2 separate regions of the Rattus norvegicus genome follow, and region 1 is linked to region 2. The links are chromatin contacts, called in public Hi-C maps. All regions are on one chromosome and are shown on one strand. The core of a region is the stretch at or near the end of the contact, and the rest is flanking DNA. Distances in the headings are between cores, read along the strand shown. Region 1 holds the start of Commd3 (COMM domain containing 3). Region 2 holds the start of LOC108353137 (a long non-coding RNA gene).

What was found. Hi-C and Micro-C count contacts between places; a contact is called where the count stands out from the background.
Region 1: a contact with region 2 is called in a Hi-C map of kidney, with 4 times the contacts expected there. The contact joins the promoter of Commd3 here to the enhancer-like site in region 2. A contact is called at or near these places in 5 of 12 Hi-C or Micro-C datasets (Schwann cells, frontal cortex, kidney and 1 more) and 1 of 1 datasets of contacts at active chromatin or transcription factors (oligodendrocytes).

What each region holds. Positions count from the first base shown.
Region 1 is chr17:86,231,084-86,238,089 of GRCr8, reverse strand. It overlaps Commd3 (COMM domain containing 3), which reads right to left and starts at 2,227. Exons shown (of 8, transcript NM_198732.3): 1 at 2,022-2,227; 2 at 685-796; 3 at 510-573; 4 at 375-409; 5 at 1-46. The coding sequence starts at 2,160. It overlaps LOC134482616 (a long non-coding RNA gene), which reads left to right and starts at 2,427. Exons shown (of 2, transcript XR_010059002.1): 1 at 2,427-2,580; 2 at 2,681-2,863.
Region 2 is chr17:85,689,890-85,697,249 of GRCr8, reverse strand. It overlaps LOC108353137 (a long non-coding RNA gene), which reads right to left and starts at 5,753. Exons shown (of 3, transcript XR_010059276.1): 1 at 1-5,753. Within about 2 kb of position 2,264, at least 68 of the 93 cell types and tissues checked have an H3K27ac peak or open chromatin away from gene starts, as enhancers often do. A contact at or near this core is called in kidney, where this site is marked.

The sequences.
Region 1 (7,006 bases), core at 978-3,477, 540 kb before region 2:
CAATCGCCAGGAAACATCAGTTATATGAGGGAGAGCTCTACCTATACTGAAAGACAATGGTGATTTTGTTGTATCCACAGAAAAACCTTCAATATCTATCTACTCAATGGTGTCTCTCTTAATTGGTCACTGTGAACTTAAGGATTGTTGACCTTCATCTTCAAGTGCAAAAGTAAAAACAGCCTACTAAGACTATGCCAGGCTCCACTTTTAAGAAAACACTAGCTTAAGTTCAATTGTTCCCTTGCCCCATGGCCCTTTATTTTGGGTCAGGATGCCAAACTTTTTGGCCCTGTTTTGTTTCCCATCAATACACTCCATTCATTACCCACAAGTGAAAAGTGCCCCAGCTTGACACCTAATACAGTACCTACCTTCCCAGTAGGATTTCTAGAGAATTCTTATTATTCTGGAGAAGGGGAAAGAAAAGGAAAGAAAACACATTTTTGCAAACAGCAGGAAAAAAAAGGAGGGGCTAATTGTTAATTTAAAAGTTTAAAGTAAGTAACCTGATACTCCGTGCAAAACAGTTCTATTCGCTCTCGGTCAAATTTACAGTCTTCTAAATAAGTGCTGGAGGGGTTGGGGAAATAAACCGAGGTTTAGTCTCTATCTTTAAAAACGGAAATTACAATCACAAAGATACCATTTAAAAGTAAATGGGTATTTAAATAAAGCCTGTACCTTAGAGTAGACTTGTCAACTCGGTGCTTTCCTGCCTCCAGTATGTAAGTTGCAGCTGCCCCATGACAATGCTTTAAAACCACTGGGTCGATATGTTTCAAGTCTGGGTGATCTAAAATAAAGTAATTGCTAAAGATTACAAATTCTTTAGACCCCTGTTCCTAAGAGGAATATTTTAGTTTTGGTAAAACTACCCTTTTAGAAAATATAACAAAAATTCAATTGTAAATGGATGAGAGGAACAAGGTCAATTGCAAAACAATAAAGAGAATAGATCAATAATCTGCTGTCAATCTCTTTTCAATTATCTTCTTTTATTTCGTCTTAATATTTAAAAAAAACTCAAAGGGAGTAGTGGTTGCTGGGTGGACTGAAAAGCAAAGGAGAAACTGAAGGTAGTTTACACAGTGTAAAATTCAAAATGAACAACTTTCAAAAGATGACATTTTAGAGTAATTGGCTCCGTGAACATAAATACATCAAGGAAACTTGACAGGAGGGCATACATTAGCATGCACAACAGAAATGTCAAAACCTCATTAGTATCTTCAAGTCCCTCCACCCCTACACACACAGCTCCCAGGTGGTGGTTACTATTTTTCTTTTTTCTTTTGGCTTGAAGAATAGCTTCCACTTTCATACTTTTTGTCCAAGTGTCTAGTATGACTAGAGGGACGGGGGACCCAAGGAGTTCTGGAATGTGTTGATGGACTTGAGGAAATTATCTAGAAGTGATTTGTCTTAAAGTATGCTCTTAATCCATTATGACAACTGCATTCTGCGACCAGCCGTTTAAAAGTCTCTCTTCCTGGTAACCGCCGCAGAACAAAACATTATGAAGGTTCTGGGCTTAACACACTGACCGCCTGTGCTGGAGTGATCACAGGATCCGGAGGTGTTGTCTAGGTTGGAAAATGTCAGTGCTATTTGACCCAGCCGTTACTTCGGAAACAGCCCCCTTTCAACCCCCTCTAGCCCAGCCGGGGGAGGCTGAATCATAGGACCTCCCCAGTTGAAGTCCAAATGTCAAAACAGCCGCAGCCTCCAAGGAGGCTGAAAACCCCACACATTTAGGCCACAAACAAGAGTTGAACGCGGCTTTACAAAGGAACAAAGAGACGGGCAGGAAAACCAGGCCAGGAGCGTGGAGCTGGCCGCGTGTAGGTGCCCTGCGGGGGCACAGCGGCACTCAGGGCCCACTCGGGTCCCCACAGTCCGGCCGAGAGCTGGGCGAAGCCCGGGGACTTGCCCGGGCCGGAGCTATGCCCAAGGCGCCGGGCTGGCGGCTCTGCCCGGCGCCCCTCCGCCCAGGCCGCGGCGGCGGGCGAGCCGCTTACCTAGCGCGGCCTCGTCCGCCTGGGCGTCCAGCAGGCTCTGGAAAGCCGCCCGGAGGAGAAGCGCGAAGGCGCTGGAGTCAAAGGAACCGGGATCCGCCAGCGTCTGGATGCCTCTCTGTACATACTCGGAGAGCTCCATTGTGAGCGCGCCGTGACCTTCGACATGCGCACCACGTGACTCGGGACGCGCGCCCAGCTGATCGGGCGCGCGCACCCGCCGCTGGGCGGCTCGGGGAGGTTCGGCAACGGCTCGGGACGGTTCGGGGAGGTTCGGGCGGTGGCTCGGGGAGGTTCGGGAGGGTTCGGGGGGAAGCTCGGGCGGCGGCTGGGCCTCTCGCTTCAGCCGCCCTGCCGGCCTCGGTCGGGACGCTGCGGCCTTTCCTTCGGTCTCTGAGTAGCTGGCCTCGGCCGCGGCGGCCGCAGATGCCCATTGGACCGGCTTGGCGCTCACCTGGGGCCGCACCAGCTCTGTCCCCACCCGGCCTGGTGCCCGGAGGCGCGGGAATCCGGCCGCCGCGAGTGTGGCTAAAAGCTGGGCTTCGGGACAGCGGGAGACTCAGTGCGTGTATTAACTCGCCAGCCTGACCCACAGCGCTGCCCTTTTGTGAGACTGAGGACATCTTAAATACACAAGTTTTACCTTGTCTTTGTCACTTCAGGAATATGGCAAAAGATTTCTGCGTGGTGTGCACGAGACACAGGCATAAAGAACGCGTGTGCGCGCTCCCGGTACTTAACAATTGGGAGATTAATAAATTATTCATGAACGTATTTGACAGGATTATTAAAAATTTTTATGCTGCTGTGAATAAATACCTTTCGAAAGCATTCTGTCATATAAATTTTGTGCTCCTAAACTTACTACGTGCGTGGCGTTAATTGCTCAATAGAGTCTTCGTAAATATATACGAGATACTTATCTGAAGTACGGTTAGGAATGGCAAGATCTTTAGTGTAAATGAAATACTTTTTCAGATACTCATAACTTCAAAGACAAAATCCTGTATAAAGTTTAACTTCCTCCTTTTTTTTCTACGAAGTTGGTTTAGGAGAACAAGAATAGTTCTTTGTTAAGAAAACCGCGAAGTAAGATACATTAGGCTTTTTTTTTTAATTAAAAGAGTTTGAAAACTAAAAAAAAAAAAAAATTCCAGTTTTGGAAAGGAGAAAGCGGCCATAGAACAAGAGTTGTCTTTTACTCTCCCAGGGCAATGACAGTTTCAACTTGAAACACTTTTGTCTTTCCTAATTTAAGTGTTTATTTGTGGGGGGGAAAGGTTGTTACTAGTGAATAAAGTCAGTATGTCAGTATGTCACGTTGTCACATCGGACAGTACCCCACTTCACAGTAACAGGACGCAGATGGAATGCTTTAGCGTCTAACAAGTTGAATAGCGCTGCTCAGCCAAGCTTTGAAAAAGCCCGTGCAGTCCCCTTTCTAGGTGAGAACTCACCAGCATGAAAGGCTTAGAAGTATCCCTAGGGTTTTCAAGGAACAAGTACCTATTAATTATGCCCTCTTTCCCCCTCCCTAATTCTCTGCTGCTTTTTTAACCCTCCCCCCACCCAAGACAGTTGAAAAACTTCAAGATACTTGATTTGCACAGGGATTATTTTACAGGGAAGATCCGTGTATATGTTAATATTAACAACACTGAAACATCCTCTTTGTGATATAATTTATGACCACTGAGTGTTACCATGCTAATGGAATTTGAGTTGATAGCTCTGATCATAGTTTACTATGAAAAATGAAAAGATAAATGTGTGAGCCCAGGCTTTTCAAAAGGCTGTTCAGAAGAGAATAGTGAGCAAATGGTCGTGAGTTTGTGGGCATAAAAGCTAGGCAGCTCACAATGCTCACTTCCCCTCATAGTCCTCACATTCTGCATGCCCGTGTGTCAGTATTTACAGGGCACTTGTCTTTTCTGTCTAAATATATTCATGGGATAGGCCCGAGTAATGGCTACATTTCTAGCTCTCCCGAAACATTTAAACCATGATTTTTTTCATGCTAAAAATTAGTTTGTCTTACAATAGGTAATTTTTCCTTTTTTCGCTTTGGTGAGTATTTATTTCATTTAATGAACATATGTGCCTTGGATCAGCCCTTGCAAAACATGATTATTAAACGACATGCTGTAGACTTCCTTGGTCACAGTCATGAAATCCACACATTTTATATTGTTAGAAAAACTGGACAGCATTCTGAAAGTGAGCAAGTAAGTACTTAAACATTTTTTGCTTCCATGGCAGAAATTAGTCTTGAAACTCCATTCAACTTTACAAAGTTTTGCAGACTCAAAGCCAATAGACTCTATATGACCTCAAAGGACATTTTCAAAGAAGAGTTTGGGGAGCAGAAAAAGAACAATACTCAAGCATCTTCATGCCAACATGTGCCTTGCCTTTATTGTTACAAATATTGAAGTACCAGGTACTGGTAAGTTTGTTTTACTTTTTAGGAACCTAGAAGTTATTTCAAGAACTAAAAAGTATCCTTTAAAACAATGTTTTAGAGTTTCTGAGTACACCGAATCCTTTGAACAGGCTGTTTTAACATCTTAATGATGGCTACTGCATTGCCATTGCAAAGACAACTGGCCAGGACTTCAGTACGATTCCTGTGGTCAGCCTTCCCCCATGGCCTTATTCCTGCATTATGTCAGCTTTATGAATTAGAAACCATTTTTAGGTAAGCAAGTACTTTTTGCTTTTGTGCAGAGAAAGCCGAGAGAAGGTGTTTCTTTAAAGAGTCCATTGGACATCTGTGGGCAGAAAATCAAACCAATATGCATCAATGTCTGTAAGATATCTACAGGTTTGATAAAGAGGATAGTAAGGATCTGTTTGGCTCCTGCCCATCAAACTACCTGCTCATCCTCTATGGCTAGAGAAGATGACAACAGGTACCCAAAGGCTACCCATACAACAGAAACCATTTTGCTTATTACTCCCAATATGGTTTCTTTGATAATTATAATAAGCTCTTGAAAAAAATTCTCTAATGAAAATAGAATTTATTGTTTTTTTTTAAACCATCCTTACCACAACTGGACAGTTGGAAAGAATATTTAACCGAGTTATACATTACCTTTGGAGATTTTAGGTCAAAAGCTATTTCTAAAATTTATAGGTCCTACCCACATATGCATTTATTGTATTAAGTGTCTAACTTGGTAAGGCACAGTAGGACTAGGGATTTTAATGGTCAGGCTTGTACCCTCAAGGCTATAGAGTTCCAGTGATCTGAGTGTTAAAAGGAGATAGTAAAGCTTCCCCCCCAACCACCACCCCAGTTAAATATAAAAGGAAATCTCAACTTCTAAAATGCTCATTGCTACAATAATTACTTAAATGTATATAACAATTTTCTCAATAAGCTAGATATAGTCTAGCTTAGTCTGTAAGTGTGGATTTGAGAACAAAATTCAAATTCAGTTCAATGGAGTCAGAGTCACTATGGGAGGGAAAGTGAGACCTGATATAGCCCAAAGAAACTAGGTCCTGGAAGTGGAAACCCGTGATAAAATGTTCTCTGAAAAGCTCAGAAAAGCCATCACTATGGTTTTGCACAAGCATTTTGGGTTTTTCTCCTTGAAATTTTAATTTAAGATATTGAAATTAAATAGTAAATGGCTCCATTTTCATTTAAATACAATTTTCACCATTTCGTACCATTTTCTCCTTTTAAATGAGTACACATAAAGTATAAAAACTTCAAAATTGAACAATAAGGAAAGTTAAATAGCTTAGATCCAAGATTCCAAAAGGCCAAATTATGCTGCCGAAAGATTCTTTTTCTTTTAAAGGAAACATCTCAAGGCCTGTCCTAAAGGAAGGGCGCTAATTTCATGAAAACTTTGTAAATAGAGAATTCTATAGTCAAGATAGTGACAAGAAATCTTTGGCGTGTCTGAAGTGAAATGTGAGAGCTACCATCACTGGTACCTTGCCATGGTTGTGTTAACTGCCAAGGTGAGAGCAAGGCGACTATAAAACTGAAGGGACATGCATGAACATCAAGTTATATTTGTTTCTTTGTTCCTTTGTTTTTCAAGATAGGGTTTTTGTCTGTGTATCCCTGGCTGCCCTGGATTCACTTTGTAGATGAGGCTGGCCTCAAACTTGCAAAGATCTGCCTGCCTCTGCCTCCTGAGGGCTGAGATTAAAGGCCTGTACCACCAGGAGCAAGGGCATGTTACTTATTTTCAGTGTCAAGTCTTTGTAACCAATCGCTCTAGAAAATCAGCAACCTCTTTTAGACAAATTCCCTGCACATTAGTAAATAATTTCTTCCCTTTAGGGCTGCAGGGTAACACCAGAATGAAGGTGTCCGAGTGTTTGCTTTGCAGCAAAGTAGTTAAGTTAGAAGGGAATGTCTGAGTCACATGTGCCAAAGTTACGAGAGACGAATGAGGAAATGTTTTGTGAGAAGGAAACGGGAATGTACTACTGTCATTTGTCAATAGACAAAGGCAGACTTCTGGGAAGAAACAGAGCATCCTAACATCATCCAGTGACAAAAGAATGAGCTGAATTCTGGTTTTTGGAATTTCAACACTGATCGAAAACACTAATGTGTCCTCAAAGTCATCAAGCGGCCTAGGTGACTTCAACTTTTCTTTTTTAAAAATAGATGGTTAAAAGGAAGTTTACCCTTGAAACAACATTTTTACCTCCATCACCAGTGAATAGCTGTGACAGTCAGGAGATGGTCAGTCATCTAGCAAATTCTATTAAATAGATTAAATAGACAATGAATACAGGTCCTCAATTGCAGGGCTCCCCCACCCCCTCTCTGTTAGAGTTATAAAGATCACACCTTCAGCGTCCAAGGGCATTGATTTGGTGTCAGTTCGAATGACCCACGGTTCAGCTGAAAAAGGGTAAAAAGGAAGCTCAGACCTGTGGAGACAAGTTCATGCTGACGGATGTATCAAATTCCTTCTGTGTACAGCCTGTCCGTTACATTGTTAGGATAT
Region 2 (7,360 bases), core at 1,015-3,514:
TCCCCAGATAATGCCTCATATTCCGAATGACTGATCAGAGAACTCCGGTATTGTTCAATAAAACGAGAGGAAGGCGAGTGACGTGGGAGCCGAACAATGGCATTTCTGAATCAGTTTGCTTGATTGACATCTGGGAGCTTCATGACCGCAGGGAACAGGACTCATTTGCTGTGAATACACCAAAACTTCAACCGAGATTAGAACTCTAGATCCTGTTTTAATCCCATTTCAGCCTAAATTATAGTGGGAAAATATAAGATCCAAGAGAAGGGAATGACGCCAGCATACACTGGCCTAAAGTTTTAATTGTAGTAAAGGGGAAATTAAAATGTGAGGCTGAAGTCCTTTCCAACAGTTTCAGGACTAGTGCTGATAATTAAGCGGGGCGTAGAAGGGCAGGGTCTAAGAATATTTATGTGGTATAAAAAACTTCATGCTTACTTGGGGTGACACGTGTTTGGTGGAAGGTATCGGAGGAGGGTTTTCTTAACTTTGTACACACGAGAAAAACACCATAGCCCATTGGATTGGTTAAAAGGCAGGGCCATTAGCAAATTCATGGTGAGAAATCAGTAGACACTTTACAGCTAGAGTCTAAATAGCCATTGTTATTTGGAAGACCTTATTACTTTGGAGAGGATTTTTATATTAATGCCAAAAGTTGTGCTAACACTAAATTTAGCCCAGGAAACTGCAGTAGCTGTTTCTCCATTCATGTTGGAAAGGGGGAGTGTGTTGGGAAGTCCGTCTTAATAACAGAAAAGTGTGAGCTAACGCAGGTTGTGGGTTTGATCAGAGTCTGGTGTGTGGCAATCACTCTGTATAAAGTTTTTGATTCTTTAATGGGATTCATCTTTAAATCTCAGAAACTTAAAATGCTGAACGTCTTAGGGATCATGTGCTAGGCTGAGCCGACTGAGTGCGGACGGGGAGACAAAGCAGTAATAAGAAGTAGGCATATTCTTGTACTTTCGTAAATTACAGCACAGGGAAATGTAATCAGACATGAAAATAGGGCAAATTTATTACAAATAACGGGCCAGGAAGGGTTGCTCCATGATATAGCTCCTCGATCATTTTGAGGGGTGGGCTTTAATAAGAATCCTCCGTTGCATGGGAACTGGGAATCCTAAGAATTTTTGCATCAAGAAGGGACTAAAATTAATTATTAGAAGCTCAGTAATCACCAAATAAACTCGGAGCTTTGAGGTTAAAAAACAGACGACTATCTTCATGTTCAATTATACAGTATCAATTACTAATACAACCGATGTTTCAGCGTCTTGGCGCTACCAGATACCGTCTTCTATGGAGATACCTTGGTATTAATTAATGACTTCTTTATTCTCATTATTCACAAGGAAAAATAGGGGTCGTGTCACATTAAAATTAAGATTATCTTAGTTTATCTGGGCTCTTAAACAAAGATCATTCAAACTAATTATATTTCGAATTAACAGAGGTAAGGCAATTTATCGCTTAACTTTTTTTTTTGTTCAAAGACAGGAAAATAAAGATCAGAAATAAGCAGAGTTTCATTTTAAAGGCAGAAAGAAGCAAACATGTCCTGACTTTTGCAGTATTTCCCTTGCTAAAGGGGGAATGAAGGAACTGTAAAAGACGTGACTTTGCAAAGTCAAGTCCTTTTTAAAAGACTTGGATCGAAATTCTTGCTATGCAACAAGGATTCAAGTTTGATTAATTTTCTGCAAGCGACGTGACAGCGGTGTTTTAAAAGATTAATTAAAATTGAAGTGATACGGAGTAGGAATCCAACCTGCAGAGGCGTCCCTGGCGCCTTGGGGGAGCGGGGGGGAGGCTTTGCAAACCAGTCCCAAGCCCGAACTACCGGCTTTCCCGAGCCTGGGACGCAATTCCCCGTCTCCTGGAGAGGAACGCGGAATTTGGCAGGGCGCCCGTCTGGCCGCCTGGCATACCGAGCTGGCCGCCAGCTCTCGGGGGTGGGGATGGGGTGTGTCCCCCGGAACCCGCTGCGGAGAGAAGTGCTAGCGCGCCTTTAGACCAGCCAGTGAGGACCTGGGTCAAGCCAAGAGGCGGGAGGGGGCTCCCGTAAGCCTGGAGCTGACAGCCACAGGCCGAGCTGCTACTCCAGCGGCTGCACCTACTTGGTGACACCCTGCTGGTGCGGAACCCTCCCCCAACCCGGCCGAGCGCAAATGAGCTGGAGTGCAAAGAGTGAGGATGGCAGTCTGCGGAGATTCGTGCACAGGGCCGAGGCTGGGGAGAGCTCTGCCACGCTACGGCTGCTGGGCCCAGGTTCTGGGCCTGGATGAGTGGTGCTGCCTGGTCACCTCGGACTCGGGACCTGTAGTAGCCCTTCACTGTGCAGTTGCCCTCCCCTCCCCCGCAGTTTCCCGCTCTAGCTCCCCTCCCCCACCCTACATCCTGCTCCCCTCGCTTTACTCCGCGACGCCTTCAGCCGAGTAAGAAATTAAGCCGAACACAATTGTAACTGTACTCAGGGAGACACAATCGCCCAAGCCCTTGGGGTCACGCGCGGCAGAGGGGCGACGCGGGTGGCGCCGCCGAGGGTGGGGTGGAGAGAGCGTTCGTTTGCAATCAGACTCCTGGGCGCGACATACAATGTCCCATTCTCCCCTCTGGGGCTCTGGGGTCCTCAGGAAGAGGGGTTGCGACGGGACTTGCTGCCGCGACCGTGCGCCCGAGGTCCGAGTATGCCCTCGGTGACCTGCGGCGGGCGCTGTGGGTTCAGGCCCAAACGAGTCCCAGGGGCTTCTCCGCGCCTGGAAGTAGACGTGGTCTCTCTAGCCCCTGGCGTCAGTCTTTACCCTTCCTCTTCCTGGAGACCCGGGAGGCGGCGACGTGGAAAGAGAGGCGGGAAAGCCCACACGGAGCTGCCCAAGTCAAGGGGCGGTGGGGCTAAGGGGACTCTAAGGGCGAGAACTGCGGGTCGGAAGCCCGGCGACAATCCCTTCCCCTCCACGTGCAGCGAGGGCACCTCCTCCCCGGGGAACCCACCCAGCCGCTCCCAACCTGGAGAACAAAGGGTCTGGGAAGCACGGTCGGGGTCGGAGAGCGGAGGTGGAGGGACGCAGGAAGGCGGTGGGGGCAGGGGAGGGCTTCTGCTTGCACTTCCTCTCTGGGCCGAAAGACGGAAGGCTGCACGCAGCTAGCGCCTTGTGGAGGCTGTTTCTCTATCCAGAAGGGCTCGGGATCCTTACCTAGCGGCCGCACTCGCGCCCTTCCTCCCCCTAGGGTCCCCACCCCCTCCGGGGACGAAGGCCTGGAGGCCGAGGAGCTCGCTGTGCCCCGGCGCGGGAGGAACCGCGAGGCAGCAGCGCCCCCTGCAGGTGCCAGGCGTCTCCGCAGTTGGGCGCTCCGGGACTCTTTAAGGTGGAACCCGCCTGATGCTCCATGACGCTCGTGGCTGTGGGTGGACGTGGGTCCTCCCTCACCCTCACGCTCAAGGGTCCCCCAAGCGAAACGTGCCTGACGGTCCAGAACCCCGGAATTTGTCCCTCGCTGACGCTATTTTCTGGACCCTTGGCCCCACCATCTGTAGGACCTCTTCTGTGGATGCCCCACTGTGGATCGACATTGATAATTCTCTGCAGTGTTAGAGGATGCCTAAATCCCGCTTCAGGGCGGAAAGACCAGAAGGCATTTCTAGAACTGGGAAGCAAACTTTTACTTTTGTTTATTAAACGTAATAAACAAAAGGGATAAGATTGGCCAATCTCGGAATCTTCTCACTCCCAGCAAACTCGTGAACAGGTGCACGTACTAGAGGACGGAACCACGCGTCCAGCCTGTGTGGGGTACACGTCCCCTTCAGCGACCTCTGCTCGGAGTTAGCCTATACTTTTTTTTTCCCTTTCTTGAACCGACTGATAATCATGAGAGAACTCTTGGAAGTGTCCTCCACGAACTTCAGATTCTTGGAGGAAAACCTATGAATGAACAAGCAGGGTTCCGCGTGGCTCCCTGGAGCGTGGGCTGCAGACGGTCCCTGGACTCCGGCCCACCCATGACCCAGGAGCGGCGGAGGAGGAGTCGGGACGCAAGCGCACAGGGGCTGGAAGGCGGGCTGCTGGCTCTGAGTGTGCGGATCATCCACACCGTGGGAACTCCCCTCCCCCTGGGCACTGGGCCTGGGATACGCCCCGCGGGTGGGAGGCCGATGGTCCCTGGGGTGGGTGTTGGCGCCGGAGAAGCGGAGTCCACGCGCTAGGCAGCTGCGGGCAAAGCTCGCCTGGGCAGGTGCCTCCGGGTCAGACCCGCCCTGGGGGTTGCAAACCGCAAGCGAAAGTCGAGAAGGGCAGGAGTTTGCCCACTAATCCGTTTTACACTGTGAAAACCGCAGGCCTGTCGCCTAAGAGGCCACTTTTTAATTTGGAAGCACATGGAGAGGGGGGGAAAAAACCAAATTAACATGCGAGCACACTTCCTTTCCTTTTTTCCTTGTCGTGCCCCCCCCCACCCCCACTTTTCAACGGAAAAGGCCGTCCTGGTAGAAAGGGAGATTGATCTGCGCTTTGGATTGCAGGGGAGACTTGGGCGCGTAGGGAGCCCGGCGGGGATACACATGCCCTGCCTGCCAGGTTCTTCTCCGGCTTCTCACCCGCGTGCCTGCTCTTAGTCACCAGAGGCCACGTGCTTCAGGCAAGCCCCATCCGGTGTTTTTTCGCAGGGACTGGAGGGCAGTGGGCAGCATGTGGGTGTCGGCATTCCTTGAGAGAGCGCCTGCTCCGTCGGTGGATCTACCCCAAGGGTAGGCGACTGGGTTGCCTCGACCGAGCATATACACACAAGCGAACCAGAAGAAACACATACGTCTCAAAGCTTCCCGTGGGGAAACCCACCCATGCCTCTAGGTGCATCTCGAAGCAAAACTCAGTTTACTGTGTGCAGACCTGAGGTGCTCCGGCTCCTGGAAGAACAGCCAGAGAAAGGAACAGAGCTGGAAGGGGTCGGATGGGGAACGCTGAGGGTCAAGTGGGCAAGCCTCAGGATAGTGGTTTCCCTTATTCCCACGTTCCTCCCATAAGGGTCCCATTTAGGAATGCTCTCCCACCACCCAAATATGTGCTACTGGAGATAGAAAGGGCAGGCAGACAAAAGAAAGCTTGTAGAATGAACTTTATTTAAAAAATAAAATTAAGATAAATTACTCGGTGAAATTGTGTGTGTGGGGTGGAGGTGGGGGGGGCAGGATGGATGGAGGCGGTTTTTTCCTTTTTGTTCCTTAAAACCTAGAACGTTTTTAAAAATCCAAAATGTTAGAGGGGTAGAAAGTTGTAAATTGTTTGTACAATTGAAAGATACTGCCCATTAATTCATTTTGAAAGTGGTGGCTGGGTTGAATGAAGTCTTTCTCACTCTTCTGTGAGAAGCTCAACTAATTTTGATGTAAAGCGAAATTGGGGTCAAAACTTCATTAACAGAAAATGTGTCTAGAACTTTATAGTACTTGGGTCTATTTCTGGGACAAGAGATTAAAAGAAAAATTGAATAAGATAACTTATGCGTTTGTGACCCTGCCGTCACTCGGTGTTTGCTTTCTCACGTGTGAGCGGGCAGACCAGTCCAAGTGCTTGGCTTACCTGATTTGTCAGTCTAGGCCGGTGGTTCGATTTTCACTGAAGTTGGGGCCCTACCTTGTTTCTGCCTGTGTGCACTTTATCTGTGAACAAATAAAATGACCTTCTTTCCTCTGAATTTATTTCTTTGTAACTAAAAGGGAAACAACGTTACCGAACTGTTCAAAGCCATGTTTGTGTACCAAAATATCAAAAGACGTTAAAAGGCATGCCAGAGTCCTTCCAAATACTCAGAAGGATGAGTTGCCATTCGTAGGCGTATTTTGGTAAAGTTACATCATAGTAATTGAAAATGACTGAGCAGTTTGTATGTTCCATAAGGAGAGGCTTATTCACTTTGCTATACCGCCAACAACTTAAAACTATCTGGTTTAAATTACTTAAGTAATGCCTACAGGAAAAAAAAAAGGCTTGGAAAATTAGAAACTATGCAGTTTTGTGTCATGGGCCTTTTATGAAATTGTAATTAAATTTAAATTTTGCTTGTGGGGGTGGTGGTAGTGATGGACACAATTGAAAAATCCATTCAGTGGTCTTTAGAACAATGTGATTATTTATAAAATTATATTTCCCAGTAATATTGTAGTGAAACTGGATGAATATAGATACAATTAAAGTGCTTTCTCTCTAAAGATATTTTTTTCCCCTTTCTCACAAATACGAGACACATAAGAACTCCAGCTCGTGTCCTTTTAGTTCGTTCCATGATAGGAAAAACCGACACTGATTTTCTCAGGGCATCCTAGTTTATCAGAAGGGATGATGCCAAGTCATGTGATAAGCATCACTTCCCCCTATCTCGTCTTTGTCTACACGAGATTCTATCAGAGGAAATATGCAAGAATATTATATTTGCTTCAGACGCTTGAAAATACAATACACTATAAAGTACCGAAAATGTAATTCCAGCTTGACAATATCTCAGAAGTGCCCCATGTATCTCTTTCTGAAATGACTTTAATAATGACTGACTTTAATAATGTCAGGGAGGAAGGATTTCAATGGCAGGCATGCCGCGATGAATGAACCAGAGGAACAATGGAGCTATTGACAAAACATGCTAACTTTTAGAATTCTATCTAAATTATTACTTTTCTTTCCGGTGCAGAGGGAGACATGCAAGTGTATCAATGTTCATCAAACTCGGGGTAATAAAAACGTGAGTGACAGTCAATGGCCTGTGACTGTAGTACGCTCGTTAGCATAGGTGAGCCAAGGTGCCGGGGCCTTTGCTCTTGTTTAAGAAAGATCAGTGGTGCACAGTTGAGGTGGGGAGTTTGTGGGAAATGGAGGGGCTGAGAGGGAGACGAAAGAAAGAAAGAAGACAAAAAAAAAAAAAAGAATAGAGCAGATTCCATAATTAAAAAAGATTTGTTTTCTGTTTTAGGTTTCCCTCCCGACTATTGTTCCTGCTAGCTATTTAGATGAAATAAATGGAATATCACTTAATAGGCAGAGGCGTTGATACAATTTCCTCTCCAAAGATCTGATTTCGAGCATCCGAAGGCAACGAATTCAAGTTAGTATTGAACTTGAATTTGTTCTGCCAGAGTGAAAATTGGTTCCATTAGGCATCAGTCACAGAACTCTTGGAGGCCTGACGGGCGCTGTGGCTATGATCTCTCCAACTCGCTGCAACAATACCATCTTAAGTAATGCCGGGAAACCATCCGGGGAGGTTGGATTGTTTTTTTTTTTTTTAAATTAAAGTTTCTTAATTTGATACTTTTCATAAATCTGGACCGAGTTTAATTAAGGTCATCCGTGTGGGTAAAGCC